Linked DNA regions of Mus musculus: all the other regions are linked to region 1. A link is a contact called in public Hi-C and HiChIP or PLAC-seq data. All regions are on one chromosome and are shown on one strand. Each heading gives the region's core, a stretch centred on a gene start, on an enhancer-like site or on the middle of the called end of the contact. The rest is flanking DNA. Distances are from core to core; before and after follow the strand shown.

Region 1 (5,122 bases), core at 1,697-4,196:
ATATCAAAATGGACATTGAAACTTTTTGATCTTAACTGTGTTGATATTTATTTTGATGAACAGTTCTTGGCCTATACAGTTCTGAGTTCGGTCATGAAGTGACTAACTGAGACAACTGTGCATCCTGCAGAAGGTGCTACACATGGAAAAGCCACACCCTTGGGCAGTGAATTGGCCTTCATAGCTACTGCCCCTTATTCATTGCCAGATTATGTGTACAGTGAGTCACAGGCACTTTTCTAAATATATCAGCAGCCTGGCAAAGGGTTTGGGGACTGTATCCATCAATTACGGTCATGGGAAAGGTCAGAATAGCACAGGCTTTCATCCTCATTCCACTGCCCTCCCTACTCGACCACGGGTGTGTTGAAATACTGAGATTGTTCACTTTGAAGCATTGTCCATTGCTGAGAACTTCTTACTGGAAATGAGCGAAATCTCTGCAAGAGGCCATGCCACTGAAAGGCCTACTTCCTCTTTCAAAAGCTTATTGTCTAATAAAAGTATCCACAGAACTTCTTCGGCGAGATACACCAACTTCATTCCTTTCAAACCATCGATTGCAGTCCACAATTTCAACTGAAGAAAAGATTCTCTATGAAGCTGGATGCTGGCCCCATTCACTGAATTCCCCTCCCAGCCTTCACTGACCCTAGCAAAAGCAGCTTAGTTCTCAAGCTGCCCCTAACCCCTCTCTCCAACACGGTAGGCACTTCTGAAAGCTGAACTCCAGCAGCACTGAACAATATGGGGAGTCTTCTGAGACTTTAATGTGGCCATAAAATTGGGTGGAATCTTACAGAAATCTCCAAAAAATTAGCCTTGAACAGAAGAAAATTGTTCTGAATCTCATTACTTTGAACAGTGGTCCATTATTATTTTTTATTTTTACCCAAAGCAGCAACTCTGGCAGTATATATAAAATCAGATAACAAAAATCTTCAAACTAAAGAACATTTCAAATTAAATTAAACATAAAAGACCTTATAAAGTCAGCATTCAACTTAACTTCTAGTTTGATTATTCTGTTGGTAAGCTGAAATTTAAAGCGGTCCACACTGTCATACCCAGATCATCAATCACAACAGTTAATTTCAGAAACCTACTACTGTGTTTGGCTCACAGCATCAGGATTTCCCTGGAGATTAAAGGCACGTACTTCTCCATATTAATTAGAGATATAAGGAATTCTACAGAGAAACCTCTTTTTTTCTGTTTCTATGTGAATCATCTATCTCCTTCTATCTCCTTCTCTGAATCATTCAGTTATTTTATAAACAGTATTTCATTACTTATTATCTATGTTCCATGTGTTTGTGGCAATGAACAGTAAAATTTATAAACAACTAATTCTGCTACCATCTGTAGCTCTGTGCAGGTCTGGAAAGCCACATCGTGTATCTCTTGACACAAAAGTAGGACATACATATTTTGGAAGAAGAGCAATACTAGTTGAGACTAAACCACTTAGATATACTTTTGTTTTTACCAAAACTGAATTAAAACAAGGAAAATAGTTACCTAGCAACATTTGACATTGAAAAGATTCCATATCGAAAAGTAACCAACATGAAAGGCAAGATAGAAGATAGTCCAAACCTCATCTTGATAAGAGTCACAATTCATAGAGCTGTGTGTATCATGAAGTAGGGAGGGAGAAAAAAAAGATTAAACATACAAAGAAGATCTGTAGAAATGTAATCTGGCATATCTTCAGCATCTACTAGATTTTTTCCTGGATGATAAACAGCTCAGCTAGCTTGAATTAAACTGACAGTTTAATTCAGAGAAGTAGACAATGCTTCAATTAAAGACAGGGAGACAGTTAGCCTGAATGTCCACTTTCCCACATTTTCTACTTGATCAGTTTCTTGTCATTGAAAGAAGTGTGGCTGGTATGTCCATTTAGTACATTTAGTACATTTCCATGCAAAGAGCTCTGGTGGACAAAGCTGGTCATGCTGCTGTCATGTGACTGGGTAGGTGGCTGTAAGGATTCGAACAAAGAGTGGATGTTTACAGCTGGGTTTGGAGAATGTCCAACAAACAGTCTTTGTGTTCACATAGCTTTGTTATGTTTCCTTTCTTGGTTCCTTCCGAACAAGCCATATAAAAATGAAAGGACAAAGAATTGTATATGTATGTGTGTGTACATGTGTGTGTTTGTACACATGTCTATGCTACGTATGTGCCTACATGTGTATGTGTGGATGACAGAGGTTGGCATCAAAATGTCAAGCTCAGTTGTTCTCTACCTTATTGTCTGAGGCAGGGTCTCTTCACAGACTGGCTAGTCTGGCTGGCCAGCGAATCTTGAGACTTTTCCAGCTTCCCCTCCCTAGGCTAGGGTGGCAAGTGTCTCAGCACACCAAGCTGTTTCACCTGGCTGATGGAGATCTGTACAAGGTTTTTACTACCACGCTGTCTTCAGGCCCAAGACAAATTTTAAGATAAAATGTCTGGTAGGGTTGCTATTGATAGATTAACTGTAAAGGATGTTTTTAAGTATGTGGGAAGTGTGACCCATTTCTGAGAATATGCAGAAATATTTATCTGGTGGAGCATGGAGGTTTTTTGAAAATTTCACATTAAGTCACTTGAAAACTTTTTATTGTATTTTTTTCCAGTAATTCTCTTTGTTCCCTTTCTCCTTCCCTACCCCCTGTTTCCTTTTTCCTAATTTTTCCTTCCTTACTCCTTCCCTTTCCCACCTTTTCCCTTTTCATTAACTAATTAATTTATTCATTTTAATACTCTAATCATAGACCACTGCCCTCTTCCTGGTCCTCTCTCACAGCCCCTCCCCTCACCCCACTTATCCCCTTCTTTTTTTTCTTTTCCTTCTCCCCTCCTGCTTTAGAAATGATTTAACAAGGTGATGCATCTTTTCTTTGTGGTAAACAGCTCAGAGTATGTGGACAGAATACTTGGAAGGAAAGACACTAATGACATGGCATATTTGGGGCTTGCTGAACTTGTAAGCATGTTTGGCTTTCAGTGTGTGCCCGATCATTTTGCAATAGTCAAATGGCATTTTTGGCTTGGTTACTTTTTCAGTCTGAGTGCTTGTGGGTTTTTTTTTCCCCTAAGCTTTTTGTTGTTTTGTTTGTTCCTGTAGCTATGGCCAGAGTTACTCACCACTCAGTAGAATAACCTCCCCCATATTTTAAAGGAACCACAGCACTCCAAACCAATTAAGGAACAGAAAACCCAGTGAAGCACAACTGCTCCCAGGCTTGGCTCTGTTTATCTCTCATGACCTTGCTCTAATTTGCTCTAAGGGAACATAGCATACCCAAGTTAGCCTGACTTTCCCTCTCCCTACAACATGAAAGTATCATGCAGTGTCCCTAGTTAGAAAAAAAAAGTCTCATTGTCCAGTAATATAAAGAAAAATTAGGCTGGGCAGTGGTGGCACATGCCTTTAATCCCGGCACTTGGGAGGCAGAGGCAGGAGGATTTCTGAGTTTGAGGCCAGCCTGGTCTACAGAATGAGTTCCAGGACAAAGAAACCCTGTCTCAAAAAACCAAAAATACCAAACCAAACCAAAATAAAACAAAATCAAAAAATCAAAAAGAAAAAAAAAGAAAAATTAGAAGGTTGAAAGTAATACAGAAATGCTTATTGCTTGATTTTGTCTCTCCTGGCACATGGTGGGGGGACATCCTTTGTGTTCATCACTATATTAAATGCTTTATCATATGGCCAGCTAACATAATAATGAAATAAACCATTACTCTTACTGATCCTTCTTAGCTTTAGTTTTATTCTTTTATGTTTATAACTATCTAAACAGTCCTATAACCTCTAAGAAAATAGAAGCAGTCATTAAAAGGCTGAAAAAAACAACAAAACAAAACAAAACAACAAAAAACCCAGGGCCAGATGATTTTAGGGTTTTAGTGTAGAAGTCTATCAGACCTTCAAAGAAGACCTAATACCAATACACCTCAAACTATTCCACAAAATAGAAACAGAAGGAACACTAACTAATTATTTTTATGAAGCCACTGTTATTCTGATATCTAAACCCAACAAAGAAAGAGAACTTCAGAACAATTTCAGTTATGAACATCAATGAAATAATACTCAAAAGATTTCTCACAAACTGAATCACAGAACACATCAAAATGATCACTTACCATGATCAAGGAGGCTTCATCCGAGGGATACAGGCTAGTTCAATATACAGAAATCCATCAATGTAATCCTATATATATATTTTTTTAAAGAAAAAATCACATGATCATCACAATATTTGCTGAAAAAGCATTTGGCAAAATACAATATCCCTTCATGTTGAGAGTATTGGAGAGATCAGGAATTTAAGGCCCATACTAAACATGATAAAAGCAATGTACAGCAAACCAATAGCCAATATCAAATTAAATGGAGAGAATCTTGAAACAATCCCACAAAAATCAGGGACAAGACAAGGCTCCAATCTATAGTACTTGAAGTTCTAGCTAGGACGATAAGACAACAAAAGGAGATCAAGGGAATACAAATTGGAAAAGAAGTCAAGGTATCACTATTTGCTGATATTATGATCGTATACATAAGACACCTCAAACATTTTGCCAGAGAATTTCTACAGTGGATAAACAACTACAGCAAGGTGGCTGGATATAAAATTAAGTCAAAACAAATCAGTAGTCTTCCTTTATAAAAAGGATAAATGCTCTGAGAAAGAAATAAGGGAAAAACACCCTTCAAATAATCACAAATAATATAAAATATCTTGATGTAAATCTAACCAAGGAAGTGGAAGATCTGTATGACAAGAACTTTAAGCCCCTGAAGAAAGAAATTGAAGAATATCTCAGAAGATGAAAAAAATTTCCCGTGCTCATGGATTGGTAGGATTAACATAATAAAAATGGCATAGTACCAAAAACAATCTATAGATTCAATGCAATCCCCATCAAAATCACGACTCAATTCTTCACAGAGATAGAAAGAGCAATTCTCAATTTCATTTGGAATAACAAAAAAACCCATGATAGCCAAAACAGTTCTTAACCATAGAAGAAATTCTGGGGGAATCATCATCCATGATCTCAAGCTATACTGCAGAGCAATAGTGATAAAAAACCACATAGTTTGGTGCAGAGACAGACA
Region 2 (5,122 bases), core at 1,747-4,246, 94 kb before region 1:
TTCTAGCTGGATAAATGATTGACAGTGTGCATTGTGATTAATGACAAAACAAACAAACAAACAAACAAACAAACAAAACTACGCCTTTGGATGCTAGCTCTTGAGAAGCTGAGCAGTGGAGATAGCCAGTGTAGGACTTGCCTGGACTACACAGTTAGGCTCTGCCTCCATAATGAAGATGGGAATATTTCTGTGGCTCACATTTGCAGTGGAGCGATGCTCCCGTGGAAATCTGAGGTCTGGAAGGATTTGCACAGGGATGACTGACCTAGAGACATCTATAGAGTTACACAGGAGCCTGAAACTACATCAACAATTACTTTAGGTTTGGATGGGCAGGGACTGAGTTAATTTTTTCCCCTATGCAGTCTAACGGGACCCGGTGCGGAAGCACACTTCAGTTTAGTTTGTAGGGTAATGTTTTTAAATTCAATTGTTTTGACTGTATAGTGGGCTTCATTATGACAGAAATATGTGCCTCTCTTTTGTACTTGGCTTCTGTCCTCCGGCTCTCCATACCCTCAGGAATCCAACCCTCCTTTTATTTTTATGTCTTTCCCTTCCCCACTGCTACTTGAGTTTGTGCAATGATATATTTTCATGCTTACCATCTGTGGTGTTTGAATGGGAATGGCTCCATAGAATCATGTGTTTGAATGCTTGGCCCATAGGGAGTGCCACTATTGGGAAGTATGGCCTTGTTGGAGAATAGGTGTGGTCTTGTTGAAGAAAGTGTGTCACTGGGGTTGGGCTTTGAGGTCTTATAAGCTTAAGTCTAGCCAGTGTGACACAGTCTCTCCTGCTGCCTGTGAATCAAGATGTAGAACTCTCAGCTCTTTTCCCAGCACCATGTCAGCCTGCATGCTACCATAGTTGCCACCATGATGATAATTGACTAAACCTCTGAAACTTTAGGCCAGCCCCAGTTAAATATTTTCCTCTATAAGAGTTGTCATGGTCATGGTGTCTCTTTACAGAAGCAAAACCATAACATTTGGAGAGTTAAATAAGACCTAAATAAGGGGAAAGAAGGCTAAGAACACATAATACCAAGCTGGGCAGTGCTGGTGCACACCTTTAATCCCAGCACTTGGGAGGCGGAGGCAGGCAGATTTCTGAGTTTGAGGCCAGACTGGTCTACAGAGTGAGTTCCAGAACAGGCAGGGCTATACAGAGAAACCCTCTCTCGGAAAACAAAAACAAAAACAAAAATACAAAACCCAAAAAACCCAAAAAACCAACCAACCAGACAACAACAACAACAACAACAACAACAACAAAAACAACAAACCAAACCAAACCAAAACAAAACCCCAAACCAAACCAAACCAAATCAAATCAAACCAAACCATGAACACATAATACCAACAAAAACAACCCCCCACCCCAAACAAGCAGATCAAAACCAAGAAGGTGTAATGAAAAGAATCCAGTTCAGAGAGATCTAGTTAGTAACTCAAGTCCAAACATTGCAAAGGCTTTTTAGCATGTTGCTGATCTCATGTGAAATCGAACTCTTTGCATATGGTTGTTTGTGTTTTCCACTACAATTTAACAACTAAGATCATTTTATCTGATGAAACCTGTCTTGGTGCACCATGCATTCCTTAGTCATTATTTAAATAGCTGTATCCCTAAGGGAGACACTATCTCTATCTGGAAACCAGTGGGGCAGCCAGAACTCATGGAACATGTGTGTTAATCCCAGCACTTGGGAGGCTGAGGCAAGAGGGCTATTCTGTTTAAGGCAATTCTGGTCTAAATAGAAAGACCTTGTCTCAAAAACAAACAAACAAACAAACAAACAAACAAACAAACAAACAAACCAACCAAAACATGAAAAGGGAGAGGAGGAGGAATAGGAGGAGATGACAAAATAGGAGATAGAGACCACGGTGGTGGCCTGACTATCATCTAGAGTTTTAAGCACAGGCATTATCAGATGTTCATAACCTTCTACTGCGGTTAGCTACTCCTTCAGCCTAATCTCCATGCTCTTGAGAATTGAAATAGAACTCATAATCGTTCAGGTTAACACTGGAAGATTAGTCTGATATTTGACTTAAGATGTGTATTTTCAGTGTCGTTAAGGTCCCCATGTGTACTGCATTTTGCATTCAATGAACAAGAGGGTCCGTAATTTGCTTAGCAAAACCTCTACTGAATCTGTTGCACTGGTTGGTTGCGGGTGATGGAAAGAATGAACCCCACCTTGGCCCCCCAGAAACGGCACAGTGTGGGTCAGAGAAAGGAGGGTAAGATGGAATCTCTGAGTCAGTGCTAAGAAGGAAGGCGGGGAGCAAGGAGGAGGGAGCAAATGTAATATGTTGAAAGAAACCGCCTCCGAAGGAATGAATCATTTGATTAAACCAATTGTGAAACCCTATTACCCTTTGCCATGATTGGCTGCAATGGCCATATGACTGTTTCTGACCAATGGGAGAAAAGGTAGACTTTCTGGGGGCACTACAGGAAGGGCCTGCCTTGCTGATGAAAGATGAGAGACCATGGGTAGAATGTCTCCTTTTCCTGCTGCGGGTGGGGTTTTGGCATGATGATTGATCAGCCTTAAGGGCAACACTTCTGATTCATTGGGGATGATTGATGAGCAGTCAGAAAAGGAGTATATTATTGATGACACTTGATCACCGTGTAGAAAACAGAAACAATTGGCAAGTGTCCCTCCAGGACGTTTGTTCTGTAATATTGGGTAATAATAATCTTTTGTCAGGGAATTCAGGGGACGGTTTTTGGGTGAGGAAAAAACCTTTGAGCTCTGTTTGCAAAAACAAGGAGAAAAAGAACTAGTAGAAAATGCTGGAAATGTGGGGGAAGGGAATGACACAGAGGCAAGGAGACCGTGGCCTACCTAGACTCCCTTGTTATTTTAGACAGTTTTTTGGTTGTTTGGAAATTCAAGTTCTATTACGTGTGTGCTTCAAAGGGTTTGAGCTAAGCACATAGCCAGAAATATACAGTAACTTGTAATTTGTTCCAGCCGTAAATCCACGTGGCTTTGAGTCTTGGAAGGGAAGAGGGTCATGTGGCAGGGAGCAAGTGGTGGCAGCCTCTGTTGTTTTTGTTCTCACCATGCAAAAGAAAGCTGCTTCTTTTGTTGGTCCAGGTCATCTGAGAAGTGACTCCCAAGGCAGGATTAAACATGAAAGGATTTTATTAGAGGAGCTGTCTATGCAAGAAGGCCCAGGGCGAGGCCTTCAAATTGGGAGGCACTTAAGGTATGGAGAGACAGAGGTGTCTGTGTGGCAGCACTCTTAGCCACTGTGCAATCTAGAGAGAGGCTGAACAAAGCCATGGGGAACGTGTTTATGAAGTTCCCTCTATCCCAGGATCATAGCTCGGCCTGTTGTAGTGTCCCAGCCTCACAGCAGGAAGCAGGACCTGAGCCCCATCACAGTGATGGGTCTGAGAACTGCAGGGGTAGCCCACTGTTCCACTCTCAGAAGTTTTCCAGGACAGTCTCAATTTTATTTAAAAAAAAAAAACAGAAAAACAACAACAAACATAACAAATCCAGACTAGGACCAGTAATGGAAATAAAATGACAAAATACTTTGTGCATTTTACATGTGAAGTTCTTAGCCTTGTGCTGGGTTAGACAAACCCTTGGGGACTTGCGTTTTCACCATGGCTTCTCCCCAGGAAACATCCTAAGTAAAATGGGCACCTTGCTGGCAGTGCCGCCAAGTCTTACCACAGTTTCTCAAGCTTCTCCCCTTTCTACTTTTTGACCCACCCCACCCCCAACCCCCAGTGTCTCCTGCACTGTCCTTTCTGGAGCTGTTTATTCTGTCTGTCTCCCCTCATCCTGCTTCTAAGACAGACATAAGACCTCTCGACTGCAGATGTCTCTCTTGAGCCGGGAGGTGGGCAGGGAGGCGGGGAGAGGTCCTTGGCTCAGAACCCTGATATCTTTGCTTTCTGGCTTTCAAGGCCTTGGTGGAGCCTTGTCCAGCCTCAAAACTCACAGTCCACTCTGGGTGCGAACTCCCACATGACTAAAGGTAAAGTTACTCCTGCATTAATTGCACCGTGACCATTGTCCTCGTCTTGGTCAGGAAGAACCTCTCTCCATCTTCCTTAGTTTTGAATGGACCTTTCTCTGTAATTTGGAGTTGAGACTCTGGACTATGCTGTTGTCTTGAGTTTGTTCTTCAGGCCTGAGGATATAGGCTCTCTTTTTATGCCCTGGCAATCCATATGCACATGTAATTACACACACCACACACGTGCCTGAGTCCTCCCACACAGAACAGTGAACTTTTATGCATTCTGATTATTTTTGTTCATACAGCTGCATACTTGGCGTGCTTTGTAAAGTTACTGCGAACGCTAAGTTAGAAGGCATAGAATCATGGCTGCTTCAAAAAGTGTAGACACAGTCACATGGAATCTTACACAGATTATGATCTTAAATTCAAAAGCCTATTCATATGGGTAGATTCTATTATTGTAATTTTTCAAAATGGAAATTAAAAAAAAATCAAAAGTATTAAGAGGCATGCCTGAGGCTATGCTGACAGGTGCCAGAGATGAGGGTCAAACCGAGGTGGCTCAGCTGGCCCAGAAACATGGCCTCTAACAGGTTTTGTCTCCAATCTTTACTCATTCCTAAACCAGAACTAAAGCTGGAAGACCCGGCCTAACCCGGCCCTACCTCAGCCAGGAATGTGCCCGTTGGAGCATCTCAGAGTCTCTGTGGATCTGCGCATGTCAGCAAATGATCCTTGACCTGTGCAACCACTTATTATAAAGTTACAAATAAGTTGTAGTCAGTAGGCAAATGTATAAATAAGGAATCCACAAAAAAAAATGAAAATTAATGGCGCAAGATATTTTTTAAAAAATCTACAAAGGCCAATCCAGTGAACACCGTATCTCTTTCTTTCTTGAGTCCTTAGATTCTCTCGGTTGCCCTGAGCCCTCTTTTCCCCAATCCTCGGGCAAAGGCGGTTACTGACTGTAAGTAAAATTCTTGGACAAAGTAAGTGGTTATAAATAAAAGGGTTTGAATTTGAGAAGATCTAAACTCAAAATATGCAAACATAGACAACTTATTCTCTAAACCGCATCCCCCATAGCTAAATAGAGCAACGATTTAATT
Region 3 (5,122 bases), core at 920-3,419, 74 kb before region 1:
CTGGATTCAGCATGTAAAGGCACAACTCCTGCCTTTTGTTTAATCTGTAGATCATCTAAATTTCCCCTGGTTTGCACAGATTCGTTGACTCCTCATGGTTAGCTGATAAGTGGTCAGATGGAATCTTCTTCTTCTTATTTCTCCTCAGGAAAAATAATGTCCTGGCACTGGGTAGATACTAAGAACACATGGAGCTCCTTGAAATTACATGTTCTGAAAACCTACTCAACCATCGTCTTAAGGAGAGCACAGGGTCTGTTCTTACATAAGCTTCAGTTGATTTAAAAAAAAAACAGCTATTTTTGAGACTTTCTGATTTGTACTAATGGTGAAGAAAATTGATTAAATGGCATTGGGTACCAACGGATCCATAACACTGACACATAAATCACATTTGCTTAACTAAGATGTTTCCTTTTTGTTTGACCCACAGGTGTTCAGTAACATCATGAAAGCTTGTTGAGTTGTGCAGGGGAGAGCTTTAACATTTGAAACACACAAGAGCTCTTAGTTACAACTTAAAGTCAACCTAGAAGAACAAGGATGAGTGTAGGGAACAGAGCACACTAGGTGAGAAAACAAAATGAATGGAGAGATTAAAATGATAACTGGAGTTGCATGATCTATAAATACAGCAAAGCATAAAGAATGGGAAACAAAATTGCAGAATGAATTGGTATCTGAAAGATAGTTTGAGTCAAGAAGGCATGGACCATTCTAGCGCATATGTGTGGAGGAGTGAGGTGGGATAATAAAATGGTAGGATATACAGATGTATGGAAGGTTGAATATACGGAAACTCCTCCCACAGATTTTTAGGAAGTCTATGGATTAGCACCGAGAACATAGAACCGTGGGATGCTGAATATAGTGTTGGCTTTTGTAGAGGCTTCTCTCTAAATAATTTCAATCTATGAAGTGAAAGGGATTATAGAATATACGCCAACTCATCACATTCATTACTCTTGAGCCACTTTTGTTGGCATGACTTGAGCCTTGCTAGAAACAAAGTTTTTGGATGATTACATTCAATAATGAGTTTTTTATACACTTTAAATGCAAAACTGCATCTGAATATCACAGACCTGTGCTGCAGTCTCAAGGATAAAATAAGTTTTTCTTTGTCTTTTATGTTTAAAAGGTTCAAGGAGCTTTTTTTTCCCCCAGAAGGCCTGTCATATGTATGTGTATGTGTATATATGTTATCTTTGAAAATTCCAAGAGGTTGTAATGTTAATGACCTCAGGAATTTTGTACTTGTGATCTCTCTCCAATTCTATGTTAAAAATTGGCTTCAATTATTACTATGAATTACAAGTGGAGAAAGATAATTTTTCTATCATACTTTCCAATGTAACCATGACAATATGAATTTTTCTCAATGAGTGAGAGGGATGTTCTATTTCATTGCAAAAGTCTTTTGCCTAAACAGCAATTGCAGAATGGGCTTTGTGCTAACCATACTTAAGTTAATAGTAGCATGAATTTTGACTATTTGTGTTATAATTTCTTTTGTATTTTAAGTTCTGTTAACTCCTGCAATTCTTATTTTATTCATGTGTCTACGTGTTATGGTAGAGGATACAGGAAACTTTTTATAGCTAAGATTACTTTTGCTTTCTTCCTGAAGGATCTACTATTGGAAATAACAGTAGCTCACTGAAAGATCATTTCTGCTGGAGTCCTACCCCAGATGTTGCTTACATCATCAACTGGAATTCAAACACAGGAGTAGACCTATGTACTCATTAGCCAGGAAAGTCTGGCCAAAAATGCATAGTAACATTACCAAGAAGATAAACATGCTTTACTCTCAACTAATCCTTTGATGTTTGCTAAAGAAATGAGAAACCTTCAGCAGTGAGCAGCTCTAGTGTAAACATATTTCAGATGAATGTCACCTACTTTGTCATTCTAGATGAAGTATTTAAAAGCAGAGAGCACTGAATGAGGATGTTAACTTGTATTTGGGGTTCCATTTCATAGTTCTGCATCTGGTATTTGTTATGGGCTCACCTTAGGTTTGGTTTATGGTTTGAACAATATGATTTCTCTCTTTGAAGACCATTTAAAAGACAGATCTTGGCACAAATCTCCCACCTCCCTAGGCAATTATTGACATTAGATATTTGGCTTGGTTTCCATTCTATGCCAGAGTCTCCCAGCAGATGTCATTGTAAGGCAGACTTGTTCAGCAAGGCACTTTTAGAAGTACAAATAGACATTTCCTAGAGTGGTGATGTGTGTGGTGGATGATGGATTTAATTTCTCACTGTCTTACCATGCTAGAGGCTGTCTCATGGATATAAATAGCCTGCAAAGATTCCTGTCTACCATCTTATAATGTCAGAATATTATGTATATTCCTTAGTATGAATAAGAGAAAAACTTCAGCTTTGCATCCAGGCATTTCCTGGCTGATGAAAGGGCCACTCAGGTTAGCAGCAGCCATGGGGCAGTGCATTGTATAGGACAAAAATGAAGTTTGGGGGGGAGACAGGTGCATAGATAGATCCACATGTAGTGTGAGAGACCTGTCATGTTAAATGGGCAGCATCATCAGTTTTTTTTGAAAAAAATTTATTATTATTATTATTTTATTAGGTATTTTCTTCATTTACATTTCCAATGCTATCCCAAAAGTCCCCTATACCCTCCTCCCACCTACTCCCCTACCCACCCACTCCCACTTCGTGGCCCTGGCATTTCCCTGTACTGAGGCATATAAAGTTTGCAAGACCAATGGACCTCTCTTTCCACTGATTGCCGACTAGGCTATCTTCTGATACATATGCAGATAGAGACACGAGCTCTGGTGGGTAATGGTTAGTTCATATTGTTGTTCCACCTATAGGGTTGCAGATCCCTTTAGCTCCTTGGGTACTTTCTCTAGCTCCTCCATTGGGGGCCCTGTGACCCATCCAATAGCTGACTGTGAGCCTCCACTTCTGTGTTTGCATAGCCTCACAAGAGACAGCTATATCAGGGTCCTTTCAGCAAAATCTTGCTAGTGTAGGCAATGGTGTCAGCGTTTGGAGGCTGATTATGGGATGGATACTCAGGTATGGCAGTCTCTAGATGGTCCATCCTTTCGTCTCAGCTCCAAACTTTGTACTACTCAGCTATTAAAAAGAATGAATTTATGAAATTCCTAGGCAAATGGATGGACCTGGAGGGCATCATCCTGAGTGAGGTAACCCAATCACAAAAGAACTCAAATGATATGTACTCATTGATAAGTGGATATTAGCCCAGAAATTTAGAATACCCAAGACATAAGATACAATTTGCTAAACACATGAAACTCAAGAAGAACGAAGACCAAAGTGTGGACACTTTGCCCCTTCTTAGAATTGGGAACAAAACGCCTTTGGAAGGAGTTACAGAGACAAAGTTTGGAGCATCATCACACATTGACCACACATTCTCAGTGATGAACAGAAGTTACAGGTGGGCATGATGATGGAATGGCACAGTCATGTGCTCCCGTCCTGCTCAGAAAAGCACAGAGCTGGGACTTGTATGCTGGAATTGCCTGAGTTATTTTACCCATATTGAATTCAGGTGGAAAAGATAGTTCCCCCCATCACCTCAGGAATAGGAAGGGATGGGAAGGGATAGAAAGGGAAAGAAAGGGAAGGAAATAGGAGGAGAAGGGAGGGGAAGGCAGGGCACATTGGCTTAGTCTCTCTAAATTCAAATGGAAGTCAGTCTAAGTTCTTGTTTGGTCTCATGTGGCCATATAGTGATTCTTTTTTATTTTCTGTGATGATTTCATTATGGCATTTTTCTTTTAATATTTAAGAACTTCTTAAGCCATTATCACCTTTTCGTTGCTTGATTAGATTTTAAATTTATTCATGTATTTTTTTGTTCATTTATTGACTTGTTTGTCTGTGATATATGTCACCCCAACTTTGTGTGTGTGTGTGTGTGTGTGAGAGAGAGAGTGTACACCCACACATGTTTGCCAGTGTAGCTATGTGCATGTGGAAGCCAAAGGTTGATGTTGGGTTGTTTCCCTGAGTCACTTCTCCATTTTATTCTTTGATACAGGGTCTTTCAGTAAACCTGGAGTTCACTGCTCTGGCTAAACTGGTGCCAAAGACACTCTGGGATGTACCTGGCTCCACACTGTGGCTGAGATTATAGGACACTCTGGGATGTTTCTGGCTCCACACTGTGGCTGAGATTATAGGTGGACAGCATCAGAGAAGTTTTTACATGAGCACTGGAGAGCAGAATTTGGATTTCCAGGCTAAACAGGCGAACATTTTACTTACAGAGCCATTTCCTAGGCCCTGACTGGATGATAAAAACTGTAACTCATTGAGAAAGACTTTTTTTTTAAAATCCAGAACTATACATTATATGCCAGAGAGTTAACTAAAGATGAAAAACTTACAGAAATTTTAGTACCGTCCATGTGGCAGTCAAACATTTTATCAAGCTTTAGATTTGAAGTAGGAGAGACATATTTTGTCAAAGGTGGTGGGTGGAACTCTGGAGATACAAGGGAAAGCATGCTTATCTATCAGAGCGTAAATAGAATATCAGAGTTAAACAGGATAACCACCTCTGCTCATTTAATGTCTATGTCAGCCTAGATCTCACTAACCTCGTCTGCAAAGTCTACACTGGCTCTTTTGAGCGTTGTGGACAGAGCCCCATCCCCAGCATCCTGTAAAGGAAAATGATGTGGGCAGTTTGAGGGGAAGAAACAGTTATCAGACTGAGTCTATCTTCTTAGATATAGCAAAATGGAAAAGCAGATTCCAACGGACATATACTTTATACCAAAGAAATTTAGTTACAGCAGGCACACATAATTCATATTTCAAAGAGCAGGATGTTCTAAAAGGGTAAGGATAAATTGCTCCCATGAACCTTAAAGAGTTTTCCATTGCTGAATTCCAGCATCTGGGGAGAATTCCCTGTGCAACTCCAGGCACATTTGAAAATGGGATTGATCTTTGACTCTGCAGCCTCATGCCAAGATTCTGACTCTCCTCTTTTTCTGTCCATGGGGTATAACTTTGGGGTGAGATTTCATATAACCTTGGCAGAGAGCCCCTCATCTTCTACTCCCAGTGAATTTTTGCCAAGTGATTTTAATCTGTTA

What was found. Hi-C and Micro-C count contacts between places; a contact is called where the count stands out from the background. HiChIP or PLAC-seq counts read pairs in DNA pulled down with a chosen protein or histone mark.
Region 2: a contact with region 1 is called in a Hi-C map of the STO cell line, with 2.5 times the contacts expected there. The contact joins two enhancer-like sites. A contact is called at or near these places in 4 of 39 promoter capture datasets (the 3T3-L1 cell line, 3T3-L1-derived adipocytes and liver) and 7 of 484 Hi-C or Micro-C datasets (the STO cell line, colorectal tumor organoids, embryonic fibroblasts and 4 more).
Region 3: an H3K27ac HiChIP or PLAC-seq map of embryonic fibroblasts shows a contact between it and region 1, with 12 read pairs. The contact joins two enhancer-like sites. A contact is called at or near these places in 1 of 15 datasets of contacts at CTCF or cohesin (pro-B cells), 16 of 484 Hi-C or Micro-C datasets (the 3T3-L1 cell line, the AML12 cell line, the Patski cell line and 8 more) and 3 of 115 datasets of contacts at active chromatin or transcription factors (a colorectal cancer cell line, embryonic fibroblasts and neural progenitor cells).

Annotation. Positions count from the first base shown.
Region 1 is chr12:35,291,800-35,296,921 of GRCm38.p6, forward strand. No RefSeq gene overlaps it. Among named protein-coding and RNA genes, the nearest start is that of Mir680-3, 99 kb to the left of the region's middle. Within about 2 kb of position 2,947, at least 87 of the 459 cell types and tissues checked have an H3K27ac peak or open chromatin away from gene starts, as enhancers often do. A contact at or near this core is called in the STO cell line, colorectal tumor organoids and embryonic fibroblasts, where this site is marked.
Region 2 is chr12:35,197,290-35,202,411 of GRCm38.p6, forward strand. No RefSeq gene overlaps it. Among named protein-coding and RNA genes, the nearest start is that of Mir680-3, 5.0 kb to the left of the region's middle. Within about 2 kb of position 2,997, at least 14 of the 459 cell types and tissues checked have an H3K27ac peak or open chromatin away from gene starts, as enhancers often do. A contact at or near this core is called in the STO cell line, where this site is marked.
Region 3 is chr12:35,218,427-35,223,548 of GRCm38.p6, forward strand. No RefSeq gene overlaps it. Among named protein-coding and RNA genes, the nearest start is that of Mir680-3, 26 kb to the left of the region's middle. Within about 2 kb of position 2,170, at least 16 of the 459 cell types and tissues checked have an H3K27ac peak or open chromatin away from gene starts, as enhancers often do. A contact at or near this core is called in colorectal tumor organoids and embryonic fibroblasts, where this site is marked.